Regions from separate parts of the Sus scrofa genome. Here region 2 is linked to region 1. The links are chromatin contacts, called in public HiChIP or PLAC-seq maps. All regions are on one chromosome and are shown on one strand. The core of a region is the stretch at or near the end of the contact, and the rest is flanking DNA. Distances in the headings are between cores, read along the strand shown. Region 1 overlaps C10H9orf3 (aminopeptidase O). Region 2 overlaps C10H9orf3 (aminopeptidase O).

Region 1 (4,419 bases), core at 816-3,315:
TGGTTTAGACTGTAGTGTGATGACCATCATAAAATCTGAGTAGCTGAGAAGCCTCTATCCTTTTTCTCAACAAGGCTAAGTCAAGATTTAGATTGGGCGGACTTCCCGTCGTGGCTCAGCAGAAATGAATCCAACTAGGAACCATAAGGATGGGGGGGTTCCATCCCTGGTCTTGCTGAGTAGGTTAAGGATCCAGGGTTTCCATGAGCTGTGGTGTAGGTCACAGATGTGGCTTGGATCCCGTGTTACTGTGGTGTAGGTCACAGATGTGGCTTGGATCCCATGTTGCTGTGGTGTAGGCCGGCAGCTGCAGCTCCAATTCGACTCCTAGCCTGGGAACTTCCATACGCCACATGGACGCCCCTAAAATGCAAAAAAAAAAAAAAAAAAAAAAAAAACCGATTTAGATTGACTTATTTGGCTCCTTTATCCTTTATTATTGAACTTTCTCACCATCATGTCATTTGGGCAGACAGAAATGTTAGCCTGACTCTTGTTGTCAGCCTGTATTCCCTGCCAAAATATAGCTAAACTATTACGCCCAGAGACCCAATGCCCAGTACAGTGTTTCGTATAGAATAGGTGTTCAGTACTTACTTGTTGAATGAATGTGTTCTCTGTAATCAGACAGAAGTAATATATTCATGGAAGAAGCATTTAAGATCACCACTGATAGTAACAAAAGTGATTTCAGGGTCTTTCCTTTAGTTTTGCTTCTGATTAGAGTTTATGCCTTTTCTCCAAACTCAGTATCTTTTAAAAGGAAAAAAAAAATCGATGTAGTACATTCCTGTTCCACCATTTGGTAATTTGTTGTTGTTGAATTTTGTTTTATTTTTTCAGGGTCTAATTTAGAGTCTAATTCCTAGAAAATTAGAACATTCCGCTTATATTTTTCCTAGGAAGCTTCAAGTGAATGAATAAGACTGGCTAATTTAAGCTCCTTCCAAATGTTGGAGAAGAAGCATATGAACAAATGAAAGGTGTTAAAAGCTGTATGTGCCCTCGCTTAGGATCTGATTTTGTTTTTCTATGCAAAAGTAAGAGACTGTAGACATTACTTCATCCCGGGCAAAATGCTGCTCTCCAGCCTGTCCAATAGACCAGCTCCCTGACATTCTGTCTTGATTTTGTATGGAAAGTCTAGAGAAAAGCCAAGATTTCAGGGTCTGGACCCTCTGGTGTGCCACTGAAAGCCAACTTTTCTTCTCTCTTGATGGCTCCAAATAAGCAGTACTATTTAGCCTGCTCCCACAGCAAGCAACCAGGAATGACGTGTAAGGACCTGGTAAATTAAAAGACGTGTAGGACTGGTCATGATTGTTTACACAAAGAGAGAATGCGAAGTAGGGAGAGCTCCTTATTTCTCCAACCGAGGAAACTTTATTCCAGGCTAATACACACACACACACACACACACACACACACACACACACACACATGTGTTTCCAGGGGTAGGAGTACAGAAGTGAGTACATCTTTTCTCTTTAGATTAGAAAACCCCTGGTGATGGAGGACAGTACTCTGCTCTGCTACATCCTTCGTAAGGTCTCACATAATGCCCTGCACTTTCTAAATCTTTGTCAGTTCATTCTTTTGTTCGCAACTTGCTTTTGACTAGTTCTTGCTTGTCATTCTAGCGTTGCACTTACCATATTTGGCATACGGGGAAGTCATCACGATCTCTTTTGGATTAGGATGATTCTGGCAGGCATGTGTATACCAATTCTTGTTGCTATGGGTTTTTTGTCTTAAGCTTGACATTCATGATTTTTCTCAAGGAAGTGAAGTCCTAAAGCATGCTTATGACCGTCTGGCACAGAATGATTTGTTGTCCAGTGTGCCGATCCATTTCGTATTTTAAGTTTAAGGAGAACTAGTTTATCCTAGGATTTAATTGCGGTCAGAATGCAGGTGAGACTTGGGGTAGCCAATCTGGTGAAAGGTATTCCTTTATGTATTAGCCACCAGGGACAAAAACCTCAAAACCTGTGGAGGTGCTTGTGTTCTGGGTTCAGTAGGTGGCGCTCTTCTACCTGGTTCACTAGTGTGATCTTGAAGGTCATTCTCTCCAGTCCGTGCCGTAGGCGGTTCCATGTTACCGGGAAGGAAACCTGAAGCCTTGCCCAGTGGCATCAGAGCCTGAGAAGCCATGGCATGATCTGGCACATGGCCCTGGTCAGGCAGTGTTGGTGCATACCAGCCCAGGGCGTCTTACTGTCTCCTTTGTTCTGATGCCAGTTCCCGCCCTTGAGCAACAGCGGAAAAGAGCTAAGGAAAGACAGTCACACCATGAGTATTCTGGAGGGTGGCACTAGCTCATAAAACCAGAACGCGTAGATACAGCATCTAAAACGTAGTGAGAGGAAAAAAAGTCGGGGTTTGCAGAGAGACCCAAAAACTAGAGAAAGAAGCCAAGAGAGGAAGAGCAACAAAACTGGGAGCTTCACCTATGTTGTATATGTCTACTGTATTTATTATTGTTATGTATCTATTATATTTATTATTGTTACATATCTATTATATTTATAATTATATATCTATTATATTTATTACATTAAATATATAGTATATACACTTATAAATTCATATTCATATATATGCGTGTTCCTATACATATCATCAAGCATTTAAAATTTGTAATACAGAGGTGTTCCAAAATAATGAAATAGCTTGACATAGTTTGGGCAAGAAGTTCTGAAATTAAGAATAGCTACTAGAGGAGTTCCCATCGTGGCACAGTAGAAACGAATCCAACTAGGAACCATGGGGTTGTAGGTTTGATCCCTGACCTTGCTCAGTGGGTTAAGGATCCAGCGTTGCCATGAGCTGTGGTGTAGATTGCAGACACGGCTTAGATCTGGCGTTGCTGTGGCTCTGGCATAGGCCGGCAGCTAAAGTTCCGATTGGACCCCTAGCCTGGAAACCTCCATATTGCCATGGGTGTGGCCCTGAAAAAGGCAAAAGACAAAAAAAAAAAAAAAAAAAAAAGAAAAAAAGAGAGAGAATAGCTACTAGAGAAAGAAAAAAGCTTGAGGTAGGAAAGAAGCAGGTGCCTCAGAAGAACTGAGTGAAGAAATATGATACATAAATGAAAGCATGTATCAATTTGATGTTTCCAAAAGCTGCATCTTGTTTGTCTAAGCTACAGTAGAAAAGTTTAAAAGATGAAGTGGATGCTTTTGAAAGAAGAATTTAAATGCCTGCTTTAATTTTCAGTGAAACTCTAACCCTTTAAAAATGAGAAATTCCGGAAGATGCTTAACTCGGCAAAGATAAATCTGCTTTTGCCCCTGTGGAAGCAGGGTGTTTGTGAATGGTATGGCTGTGCCTTTGGTGTGTTTGGAGTGAGTTTATCCGACTTCTCTAAGAATAGGACAATGATATTCCATAAGTTTTGTATTGAACTTACTAGTAGTAGGCATGATTGATAGGTAGAAAGAACTACAGCATCTTGATTTTTTGCACTTATTTTTTTTCTTTTTGTAAAAATGATTTTCTAAACAAATAACTAGCCAAGTTTTTCACAGGTTTAGAATAAAAAGGTCTCTCTCCTCCCATGAACAAATACTCCATCACATTCTTCCTTTTTTCCTTTCCACTTTTCCTACCTTAAAAGAGAATCTTCAACACCATTCATAGGACAATTTTTTAGAATAGTATATGAAGAATTAAGGTAATTGTTTTAACACTCTCTCATTATAAGTATTTTCAAAACTTCTAATTTGAAAAATTACCCATTTCAAATCCTTATCATACCTACAAAAAACACAGTCATCTTTAAGGAAAATTTCAGTCCTGTTTGGGAGATGAAAATGTCTATTTGGATCTTGTAGCAGCTGCTAGCACAATGACAAGACCAACATCTGATGCATCTATCTTATTAGTGAAACAATTGAAGTCAAAGAATTTTCTCCCCTAAATAATTTCCAGTTTGAGAAGGTGGTGGAGAGGCTTTTTGAGAACCTTTTGAGGAGGCCCAGGAGGGAGGCGAGCTGGGTGGCTGCTCAAGCCTGCACAGTTAGGGAGCGCCACTTCCTCTGGGCCCCTTCCTCCCACCCCCCTCCCTGTGTGTGCTGCTAATGAATCCCGGCCTGGCCGTGAAATCATCCAGTGGTGTGATGGGCTTCTGGCCTCTGCAGAGGAAAAACTCTTGGGTTAATTCAAGTACAGCTTGTTCTCTTTGTTTTGCAGCTGGTGTAGTGAGGGAGTCTAGGGGCAAGTGGATTGAATCAAAAAGGAAAACGAAGGCATTCACTGTCTGTTTTATCGAGGATGGCTCATTTAAAGTAAACACCATTTAAATAGTCTCCAAATGGCCCATTTCTATATGAAGTCATACAGGATGCCCCCTTTGGGCTGTCATTCTCCTTTAAATGGATCGCTTTGTGCACAGAGTTTTAGTGCCATTCAACCTTA
Region 2 (4,894 bases), core at 451-2,950, 59 kb before region 1:
TAATCTGAATTGCTAGTAATGAAGCTGCTGGCATGTGTAATGTTCACTGGAAATTGATGCTTGGGATAAAATTCTTTGAAAAATCATGAGTAGTCTCCCTAGATTAAAAATACCCCTGGAGACCACTTCGACAGTGTAATATAGCACACAACCACTTAGACTTAAAGGTTTTGTAGTTCTATCATTAATATTTTCTTTATCTTTCTTTCTTTTTTCACTTTTTAGGGCCGCACCCGCAGCATATGGAAGTTCCCAAGGCTAGGAGTTGAATCAGAGCTGCAGCTGCCAGCCTGCACCACAGCCACAGCAATGTAAGATCCAAGCTGCATCTGAGACCTGTGCCGCAGCTCATGGCAATGCCGGATCCTCAACCCGCTGAGCGAGGCCAGGGATTGAACCCGCTCAATAACTACTGAGCCATGACAGGAACTCCTATAGTTAATATTTTCTGAATAATCTTTAGGAAGCCCATCTTTACAGTTTTGGGTCTACATATTAAAGCTTCACTCAGTCAAAGAATAAATCAGAGCATGATGGAAGAGAATATGAGGTAAAGAATGTATATGTGTGTGTGGCTGGGTCAACTTGCTGTACAGCAGAAATTGACACAACATTGTAAATCAACTATATTAAATTTTTTTAAAAATAACTATATGATAAAAAAGGATAAGTTAACTTGAGAAAAATACTAGGGAAATGTATCTTTCTACATCTCCAAGCCATGTGCTTGAAGTCTAAAAGATATCAAGAGTATAAATGGAATTTCCATCGTGGCTCAGTGAGTTAAGAACCCGTGGCTAGTGTTCTTAAAAAAAGGAATAGAAAAAGAGTGTTAAGAAAAATAATACGTCATTGAGCCTACTGACTAGAACCCTAAGGTCACTTTCAGGGGCAGGAGCAGATTTATCTAAAATGATTTTTGATTTTTTTTTCTTGTATAGAATTATTTTTAAAAGTTGTTATATCTTACTTTCAGGAAAATAATTAACGAATAGGAATGCGGCAGGAAGTTTTTTTTTTTTTTTTTTAGTTGGTTTGTTTTTCTACTTTCTTTGGCAAGAGCCTTCATTCGCTGTCTTTCTGAAGCCCTTGCTATTCCGGAATTCAGCTTGGACTTCTTTTTTTTTTTTTGTCTTTTCTAGGGCCGCACCCACGGCATATGGAAGTTCCCAGGCTAGGCGTCTAATCAGAGCTGTAGCCGCCGGCCTGCACCACAGCCACAGCAGCGTGGCATCCGAGCTGCATCTGTGACCTACACCACAGCTCATGGCATCACTGGATCCTTAACCCACTGAGCAAGTCCAGGGGTCGAACCTGCAACCTCATGGTTCCTAGTCGGATTCGTTAACCACTGAGCCCCGACGGTAACTCCCAGCGAGGGCTTATTAAATGAATAAAGATAGTGGCATGTTCTTGTTTTACCTTCTTAGGATGGATAACTACTAAGAGAGGCAGTTTATCCCTCTGCAGTGAGAAAAGGGAGTGAAAAAGAAAGTGATCAAATTTTCCAGCGTCTTCCATGTGAGTTTTTTTTTTGTTTTGTTTTGTTTTTTGTTTTGTTTTTTGCAAAGGTATGATGACATCTCCCGTCAGGAATGGGGATAAACTCCTCTTAGGAAGCTGTTTCAGGCCACCCATGGTCCTAATATTTCAAAACGAAACCTAACCCGTGTTTCCCTTAGACAGAAGGAACAGGTGCAGCAGAGCCCAGACTCTTCTCTCTCTCTGCCCTGGAGTCACTGCTTTAGTAGGTGATTCTGCAGGCTATTAGGACTGGTGTCGACAGGAAGGAAGCAGGGTTGATATCTGATTATCAGCCACCCTTCTGCCAAGTTCAACTCCTTTTTACAAGCTGAACACAGCAGTGGCACCTGGACTGTATCACTGTATCCAGGAACTTGTAGAGAAGGCCTGGCATCCCTGTTCTTTCAGCCACTTCCCTCACAAAGGCCAACTGCCCACCATCTTCCTCTACCATCCACCCCAGCACTGGGCTCAAATACTTTTTCTTGGCTAAGTGCCAGCCCCGTTGCTCCCACTGAACATGTGCCTTACTCTATAGAAAAGTCCTAAATTTTTCTGAAGAGTAGTTTTCTGAACATTCTAACTTCCCCATCACTTTTTAAAATATAAATATGTTCCCAGGCTAAGCTGATTTTTTAAAACCAGTGTTTCCTTGAGTTGTAGGTATTTTAAAGTGCTGCATGGGTAAGCATAGTTTGAATTTTAATGTATGGCGGGAAGATGTGAATTAGCACTTCAGACCCATGATTTCATGATTATGACAAAGGTGAGTCGATGGTGAAGTAGATTGAAGAACTGTATTTCATAAAAATACAGATGGTGCGAGGCTGACACAAATACTGGTGATGGGACCTGTGTGATGAAAGCTTGGGAAATACTGTTTTATACAAATACTCAAGGCTAGCGGTTTTTGAAATAGTCTTTAAAATAATATTGCAATAAATTCTAAGGTTGAAATGCTAGGCCATGTTAGGAGATGTGTACTTAGCATAGCATAGTTCTTTAACTGGAAAGTCCTCTTTAAATCAATAAGTATCTTTAAAAAATAGTTCCTTTAAAACACCAGGCTTATACTAATCCTTGCTAATATCACTTCTGTTTTTATTGAGTCCTTTGTTCCAAATTATATAAGATTTTTTATCCTCTGTAGGATTCTTGTAAGAAAGCCGTAAAACTTTTAAATGGTTCACTTTTCTTTTGTCCTGCACTTTTTAAGATAACAGCTTCATTGAGATGTAATTCACATACCATATAATTGTACATTTCAGTAGTTTTTAGTATATTCATAGGGTTGTGTAGCCATCTCTGTTTATTTTTCTTTCTTTCTTTCTTTTTTTTTTTTTTTTTACTGTTGTACTGTACAGCATGGCGACCCAGTTACGCATACATTTATACCTTCTTTTTTTTCACATTATCGTGCTCCATCATAAGTGACTAGACGTAGTCCCCAGTGCTACACAGCAGGATCTCATTGCTAATCCACTCCCATCTTTGTTTAATTTAGGATCTTGTCATCACTCCAAAAGGGGTCCCTATATCCATTAGTAGTCACTCCCTGTTTTGCCTTTCCCCAGACCCTGACAACCACTAATCTGCTTTCTGTCCCTGTGGATTTGTGTATTTTGTCTTTTGGGGGGGGGGCAGAGGGCTGCATCTGCAACATACGGAAGTTCCCCAGCCGGGGATTGAACCTGCACCACAGCAGTGACCTGAGCTGCTGCGGTGACAACAAAGGATCTTTAACCCATTTCCCCACAAGAAAAACCCCTAGATTTGCCTATTTCGGACATTTCATATAAATTAAGTCATATAACATATGGCCTTTTGTTTCTTCATTTCATTTAGCATAATTTTTCAAAGTTCATTCATGTTTAGTATGCATCAGTATGTCATTCCTTTTTATGGTGCAATAATATTCCATTGTATAGATATACTACATTTCTTTTTCCTTTCATCACTTGATGGCCATTTGGATTGCCTTGCTGGTTTTTCATTTTTAACAATATTAAAAATAGGAGTTGTGGCTCAGCAGTAATGAACTCAACTAGTATCCACAAGAATGTGGGTTTGATCCCTTGCCTTGCTCAGTAGGTTTAGGATCTGGCATTGCCGAGAGCTATGGGATAGGTCGCAGACACCGCTCGGATCCAGTGTTGTTGTAGCTGTGGTGTAGGCCAGCAGCTGTAGCTCCAATTCGACCCCTAGCCAGGGAACTTCCATATGCCATGAATGCAGCTCTAAAACAAAGAAAAAGACAAAAAAAAAAAACAAAAAAAAAAAAACAAAACCCAAATAAATAAACAGTATTAAAAATACCTAGGGCTTGTGAAGTAGTTACTGGATGATGCTGCAAATCTGTTCTAGAGGGGATTCACACGGTAAGTGGGAACTGGATTTCTAGTCCCTTGTGATCATGGATTCACAGAGTCTGTATCCCCATCTGTTTATGCTAATGAAATATTTTCTTCAATGAGCTAGAGCAGTGACTTTTTCTCAATAGCAGAGCATTCATTATTAATAAACTACTTTCACATTATTTCTTTAAGGCTGAAATTTCAAAAATAGCTTCTATTAAAAACAGTATTTTTCATCATTTCTAGAAGAGGAAATCTTCTTTAAAAAGCTGTTATTTTTCTCTATATTTTCTTTTCCAATTTCTCTGTTTTTATACTACTGAACCCTGTAACCCAACTCTATTAATCTAGATCCTGTTCCAGTATATGAATATTTATAGACATAATAAATCATAGTACTTCTCCTAATAGAGTTTTTAAAGTTTTGTTAATTTTTCTCATAGCATAACAAAAATTCCTGGGTGGTCTGATAATGCCCTCATCCTTAAGTGTTAGATATTAAGCCAGTTCTTTTTTATGTTTGAAGGCTGTGTTAGTTGAATTATACCCACAAAATTGTTCATTAGTTATTTATCTTGGGCCTGTGGTATGCAAAGCACTTCATGGAATAATACCCCTTACTTTTGCATCTGCTGTAGTCATACCTTCTGTCTTTTTTTTTTTTTTTTTAAGACAATGTCAGGGTTTGAGATTGTTTGAAGCTGAGTTTCAATCTTGTTTGTTTGTTTTGCCCTTTAGGGCTGTAAGTGCGGCGTATGGAAGTTCCCAGGCTGGGAGTTGAATCAGAGCTACAGCTGCCAGCTTACACCTCAGCCACAGCAACATGGGATCCGAGCTGCGTCTGCATCTGCGACCTACGCCACAGCTCATGGCAACACTGGATCCTTAACTCACTGAGTGGGGCCAGGGATCGAACCCATGTCTTCATGGATACTAATTGGGCTTGTTACCGCTGAGCCATAACAGGATCTTCTAGTCATACCTATTTCAACCATTGTACTCAAATTCTGTGTTGA

The links. HiChIP or PLAC-seq counts read pairs in DNA pulled down with a chosen protein or histone mark.
Region 2: a contact with region 1 is called in an H3K27ac HiChIP or PLAC-seq map of skeletal muscle. The contact joins two enhancer-like sites. A contact is called at or near these places in 5 of 5 promoter capture datasets (fetal liver, fetal skeletal muscle, liver and 1 more), 3 of 47 Hi-C or Micro-C datasets (embryonic fibroblasts, retroperitoneal adipose tissue and skeletal muscle) and 1 of 2 datasets of contacts at active chromatin or transcription factors (skeletal muscle).

What each region holds. Positions count from the first base shown.
Region 1 is chr10:27,396,072-27,400,490 of Sscrofa11.1, reverse strand. The region is part of intron 3 of C10H9orf3 (aminopeptidase O); the gene reads left to right. Among named protein-coding and RNA genes, the nearest start is that of C10H9orf3, 74 kb to the left of the region's middle. Within about 2 kb of position 2,065, at least 33 of the 83 cell types and tissues checked have an H3K27ac peak or open chromatin away from gene starts, as enhancers often do. A contact at or near this core is called in skeletal muscle, where this site is marked.
Region 2 is chr10:27,454,032-27,458,925 of Sscrofa11.1, reverse strand. All of the region lies in intron 1 of C10H9orf3 (aminopeptidase O), which reads left to right. Among named protein-coding and RNA genes, the nearest start is that of C10H9orf3, 16 kb to the left of the region's middle. Within about 2 kb of position 1,700, at least 1 of the 83 cell types and tissues checked has an H3K27ac peak or open chromatin away from gene starts, as enhancers often do. A contact at or near this core is called in skeletal muscle, where this site is marked.